Linked DNA regions of Mus musculus: region 2 is linked to region 1. Evidence: chromatin contacts called from public Hi-C data. All regions are on one chromosome and are shown on one strand. The core of a region is the stretch at or near the end of the contact, and the rest is flanking DNA. Distances in the headings are between cores, read along the strand shown.

The links. A called contact is a pair of places that touch in the nucleus more often than the background predicts.
Region 2: a Hi-C map of the G1E-ER4 cell line shows a contact between it and region 1, with 1.8 times the contacts expected there. The contact joins the enhancer-like site here to the promoter of Idh3b in region 1. A contact is called at or near these places in 4 of 39 promoter capture datasets (the HPC-7 cell line, HPC-7-derived erythroid cells, hippocampal neurons and 1 more), 4 of 484 Hi-C or Micro-C datasets (the G1E-ER4 cell line, the N1E-115 cell line, muscle stem cells and 1 more), 2 of 115 datasets of contacts at active chromatin or transcription factors (both in embryonic stem cells) and 2 of 9 other capture datasets (adipose tissue and pancreatic islet).

Annotation. Positions count from the first base shown.
Region 1 is chr2:130,283,103-130,286,104 of GRCm38.p6, reverse strand. It overlaps Idh3b (isocitrate dehydrogenase 3 (NAD+) beta), which reads left to right and starts at 1,654. Exons shown (of 12, transcript NM_130884.4): 1 at 1,654-1,723; 2 at 1,857-1,934; 3 at 2,069-2,167; 4 at 2,276-2,396. The coding sequence starts at 1,688.
Region 2 is chr2:130,339,325-130,342,216 of GRCm38.p6, reverse strand. The region is part of intron 6 of Ebf4 (early B cell factor 4); the gene reads right to left. Among named protein-coding and RNA genes, the nearest start is that of Gm39936, 3.7 kb to the left of the region's middle. Within about 2 kb of position 1,581, at least 4 of the 459 cell types and tissues checked have an H3K27ac peak or open chromatin away from gene starts, as enhancers often do. A contact at or near this core is called in the G1E-ER4 cell line and the N1E-115 cell line, where this site is marked.

The DNA of each region.
Region 1 (3,002 bases), core at 405-2,904:
AGGGTCAGAAGAAGTATTGGATCCCCAGGAACTGGAATTACAGATGGTTGTGAGCTGTCATGTGGGTGCCGGGAACAAAATCTGGGTCCTCTGCAAGAGCAGTAAATGCTCGTAACTACGGAGCAGCCTCTACCCACCCCCATGTATCTGCTTGTGTACTTTATAGGGCCCTAGAGTCTTCTCCCTGATGGTCCTGCTCAGATACCTGATGTGCCTTGAGTGAAAATGGCCAGTTTGAACTGGAGAGAGAGAGAGAGAGAGAGAGCCCAGCTGCTTCCTGATCTTGCTGCCGTCCCTTCCCCTCTGTGGTGACTGGGGTCTCCTGGAGCCATGAGCTAAAGTAAATCTGTTCTTTCGAAAGCTGCTTTTGTCTGTGTTTTGTCCCAACAATGATAAAAGTAATTGATACAAGTCCATTAGGCAGGCATGGGGTACACGCCTTTAATCCTAGCACTTAGAAAGCAAAGAGGCAGGTGGATCTCTCTGAGTTCCAGGTCAGCCTGGTCTACATAGGAAGTTATAGGTCAACCAGGGATATAAAGAGAGATCCTGTCTCAACAAAACATACATGCCTGTTCTGATACACTTTCCGTGTAGCACTCAATAAATTATATGAGATACTCAACATTCTATTATAAAATAGACACTGGGTTTAGCAATCTAATGGAGTTTTGAGAGGAGATGATATAGAGGACCCGCCCCCCATCCAGGATCCCTGGGGACATAACTAAGCAGCTAAATCAATGTCAGTAACTCTTTATTTCCAGAAGTAGTGGGAGAGAAACTATCAGCTATCATGATGAATGAGTTTTCTGTTTACTGCATGAGAACAAATTCATGAGTGAAACACACACAGATCTATAATCAAACTATTGAAAACACACCATTTCACCTGTAATACATACATGGCTAGAGGTGCCCTGCAGGATAGTTATAATCTTCATCATATGTACAAAGGAGAATGTACAGGGATATACACAGCAATGTTGCTGAGAAGAGCCCAAATCAGATTTCATACTAGGTATCTGCCTATTTAAGAAAGGATTAAGCAATTTAGTAAATTTAAATTATAGCATACTATACAGTGGAGCAAAAGAATTAGCTTTTATTTTTCAGCTTCTTTTTTTTTTTTTCCAGGATGTGGTGGTGCACACCTTTAATTCCAGCACTTGGGAGGTGGAGGCAGGCGGGTCTATGAGTTTGAGGCCAGCCTGGTCTACAGAGCTACCTCATCAACTCCAAGTTAGTTTTCTTATCATAACCAGTTTTCTTTGTAATCTGAATTATTTTACCTATTTAAAAGAATTCTAAGTGACTAACAGTGAGTACTAGTTAAGAGAATAACGCATAACAGAACATTCAAACATTCACAAATTCCCAAGACTTCTCAACTTATTGTTAAACTCACATCCTTGTTCAATACTTGGCCATATATATTTGGATGTTGTTTTGAATTTTCAAGAGAAATTAAATCTGACGAGTGAAAACAAAGCAAACAGACAAACTGGTTGTGTGTCCTGTGACCCTACATTACCAAACAGAAGGAGAGAACTCAAGTGAATCCGTACACACCGCCGATTGGTACGGGAGAAAGAACCGCCAAGCTCGCCAGGGCTGACAGGAAGTCCAGCTCCCACGACCGCGCTCGCTTCCGGCGTCACTTCCCCCGCGACTTCCTCGGCCGAACATGGCAGCGCTGAGCAATGTCCGCTGGCTGACCCGAGTGAGGCCCGGGACGACCTGAGCGGAGGGTGGGCGGGAGAACAGAGGGTTTGTCCGCGGTTTCCAAAAGAAGGCAAGGTCATCGCGGTGTAAGGGGCCGCGGTGTCCCCGATCTGACCTTGTGTCTGTCGCAGGCGGTGCTCGCCGCTCGGAACTCCGGGGCATGGAGAGGTCTCGGAACATCTACGGCTCACGCCGCTTCCCAGAGCCAGGTACGCTTGAGTCCAGCTTCGTTCTCGCCCATCCTTGTCGCCTCCTTGCCGCTCCCCTGGGTTTCCCCTCCCCACCTCTTTCCCTCTGACTCCCACTTCTGCCCCTGCTCCATCTCTGCTGGCCCCACTCACAGGCACAAGATGTGAGGGTGGAGGGTGCCTTTCCTGTGACCATGCTGCCTGGAGACGGCGTGGGGCCAGAGCTCATGCATGCTGTCAAGGAAGTGTTCAAGGTGAATAGCCCGGGGCGGGGGATGGGTGGCGGATCAGGCTACAGGGATGGATGGGTTGTTGGAAAGTTCAGACCTGACCCAGCCCTGTGCTTGGACTTATCCCTGAAGGCTGCTGCTGTCCCTGTGGAATTTAAGGAGCATCATCTGAGCGAGGTGCAGAATATGGCTTCTGAGGAGAAGCTGGAGCAGGTGCTGAGTTCCATGAAGGAGAACAAAGTTGCCATCATTGGTTTGTATGGCACTCTGTCATTTAAGAGCAGTGTTCATAAAGCCCCTCTCTCTGCAGTGTGTATATATCAGTTTTCCAGACTGGCCTCTACTGACATTTAGGAATTTGTTTCTTCTCAGTGGCAAACCAGGAGTTAGTGATGTCAGGAAGGGGTTGGGACCTGCTGAGGCTGTGTCACCGGGGTCAGACCCTGTTAGTTGTGTCTGCGTGCCCATTCTTTTTTGGTTTGTTCATTTATTGTTTGTTGTTGTTGTTGTTGTTGTTGTTAGTTTTTCCAGGTAGGGTTTCTCTGTGTAGCCCCGGCTGTTCTGGAACTCTCTGTAGACCAGGCTGGACTCGAACTCACAGAGATCTGCCTGCCTCTGCCTCTCTGCTCTCTGCCTCTGCCTCCCAAGGGCTGAGATTAAAGGCACGGCCACCCTAACCCAGTGTGCGCTGATCATTCTAACCACTCCATTTCTTCTCTTGTGCTGTTTTATTCCCCATATTGGATTTTTAAAAATTTATTTATTTATTTATTTATTTAGCTTGTAGGTTTCCTCCTATAGACCCACTTTCTTGGACAGCCTCACTTGCAGGGCCAGCTTTTGCAGAGGAAAGTCAGTT
Region 2 (2,892 bases), core at 332-2,831, 56 kb before region 1:
AAGTAGGCTTTCTGCCCACAGTGGAATTAAATAGAGTCATCAATAACAGGAGGAGGTTTGGAAACTCACAAATGATGGAGCAAAATAAGGCTCTTATAAATAATCAAAGCGGCAAGGAAGAGATCCCAAGAGAATCATAAAATCTTTTACGTAACAAAATGAAAACAGAACAACTAAAACTTATGTGATGTTGCCAGAGAAATGCTTGAGTGAAATTTTATGTAATTTATGTATTCTACATGAGCTATAGTTTAAAAAGGAAAAAAAAAGAGACAGACCTCAAATCTCCAAAGTAACCTTTAAAAACTGGGAAGACAGAAGCTACCCCCAGGGTAGACAACAGAAAGGAAACAGATGAGAGCAAAAATGAACGAAAATACAGATGCTTAAGTAAAAGTTGGTTACGTTGTTTTTTGTTTTGTTTTGTTTTAAGATCCACAAGGCTGCTGGTGAGATGCGCAGCAGGAAAAGACGCTTTGTGGATGAGCCCGAGGACCAGAGTTCCACCACAGAACTTCTTTTATCTTTCTTTTTTTCCAAGACAGAGTTTCTCTTATGTAGCCCTGGCTGTCCTGCAACTCACTCTGTAGACCAGGCTGGCTTCGATCTGCCTGCCTCTGCCTCCCAAGTGCTGGGACTAAAGGCGTGCGCCACTGCCCTGCTGCCACCTCAGAACTTTTAACCAAATTTGAACAGAAGAGCGACCGCTTGACCCACGGAGAGGCAGAAGTGTTTGCTTTCTTATATCACAAGACTAGTGCAGGAACCAAGGAGCATGTAGCAGTGTCACGGACTGTTGTACTTCTTGTCAAATTCCTTTTTGGCATGGGTCCCAACCTCCTTTTCTATGTTAGGTCTCCAGTGCCTGAGTCCTGCACTTCACCAGGTCCTGCTGCACATCTTCTGACATGGCGGCAGTTTCATTCACTGCCTTCCTAATGTACACATTAGAACCAGGTCACCATGGGCAGGAGCTGGGCTGGCTGACTGCTACCCTTTCCTGGGGGAGGGCCTGGTGCTACTCCGGCTGCCAAGAAGACAGGGTCTCAACAGAAGCCGTGGTGAAGCTAAAGGGTTAGTAGTTTTGGGTTTCTTTGTTTGTCGTTTAAAGGCAAGGCCTCATTTGGTAACTCAGAGAAATAGTTCAGTTAATGTTGATCAAGCAATTTTGATCAAAAGCCCAATTATGGTGGTTAGCAAGGTGTAGGACTAACACCCGTGCTTTATCTGGTCACTTTCTGATAGCATGTTACTTATTCTCTGTGTACTGTAGGACTTGGTGACTGGGTGTTAAAATCCATGCTAACAACAAAACCAACAAAAGTGGGAGAGATAGAAAGCTGTCGTCTGGCCTCTGCTCTTGCATGGTGGCATGTGTATTCTTACCACCAACAGTAAATTAAAAAATAAAAATAAAAATAGAGAAAGAGTAACAGCAGTGGCAAATGCTTAGACTGACAAAGAAAAAAACAAGATCCAAACTGCCAAAACTATGATTAAGAGAGGCGATAACCCAACCAGCCGGCAGCAGGAGGAATTGAGGGAGACCGCACACAGAAATTATGGACAACTGTACACCAGATAACTTAGATGAAATTGGCAAAACTTCAAAATGACTCAGCAGGATAATAGAATTAGGATGACAGGCTGAATTAGCCTTCTAAAAACCTTTCACAAAACCTCAGGTCTAAATGGTTTTAGTGTTAAATCCCACCAAATATTCAAAGAAAAATATCAATCTTTTACAACTCTCAACAAAACTAGAAGCCAAACCCTTATTTCATGTCCTGTTGAGGTTTGGCCTTTTGTTATCTATTGTAATGCTAAGTGCTAAGTATCTATTGTAATGTTATAAGACAACATGGTTGCCCCATAGACTAGAGAGTCTCCCACATAGACCTTGCCCCCCAAGTTATTTCTGACTGGTAAAGATGTCAAACAGCCAATAGTTGGGCAGAAGAGACATAGGTGGGGTTTAGGTTTCACAGGGTTGGGGTCAGAGGAGAATCACAAGGAGAAGACGGTGCAGGAGGAGCAATGAGAAGCAAAAGTGGATTAGGAGTAAAGAAAACATGGCCCTGAGGGCTGGCTAACTGGAGTTAAGAGCAGCCCAAGTGAAACATAGTAAGTAATGACTCGGGGTTATCGACAGGAAAGTAGATTCTAACAACACAGAGGGTAGGATCTGCCCAGCTCTAGTGTTTTTTTGAGGTTTATTGTAAATATAAAGGCTGTGTGTGCCTTTTATCCAAGAACTAAAGGGGGTGGGTAAAAATTTCTACAGCAACATACTATATAAAAATCAACTGAGGAGGCTGAAGAGATGACTCAGTGGCTAAGAACCCTTGATCTTGCAGGGGACTTGAGTTCACTTCCCAGCACCCACATGGTAGCTCACAACTACATGTAACTCCAGTTCCAAAGGATTCTACTCCCTCTTCTGGCCTCTTCAGGCACCAGGCATGTATGTGCTATACAAACATACACAGAGGCAAAACATTCAAACACATAAATAAATGTAAAAACACTTAGACAATAATAAGCATTGATTAGGGAGTAAGAAAGTAGAACCCTTATGTATCAGTGGTGGAGTAAAAGCTAGTGTACTTGTTTTGGGAATCAATTTGAGAATGTTGCAAATAGTCAAACAGAGTTAACCTATAACTCAGCAATTACATTTGAGTTAAAAATAGTTGCTGTATATGGAAAGCCTCTTAATATTGTTTGTATTTTGGAGCAAAGGTCTCTCCATCTTGACCTGGAACTTGTGGGTCCCCTGCCTTGGCCTCACAAGTAGCTGGAATTGTAAATCTGAGCTACTAAGCTTATCCACAAAACCTAGTACACAACGCTTCACATTAATATAATTCACAATCGCTCAAAGTAGAAACA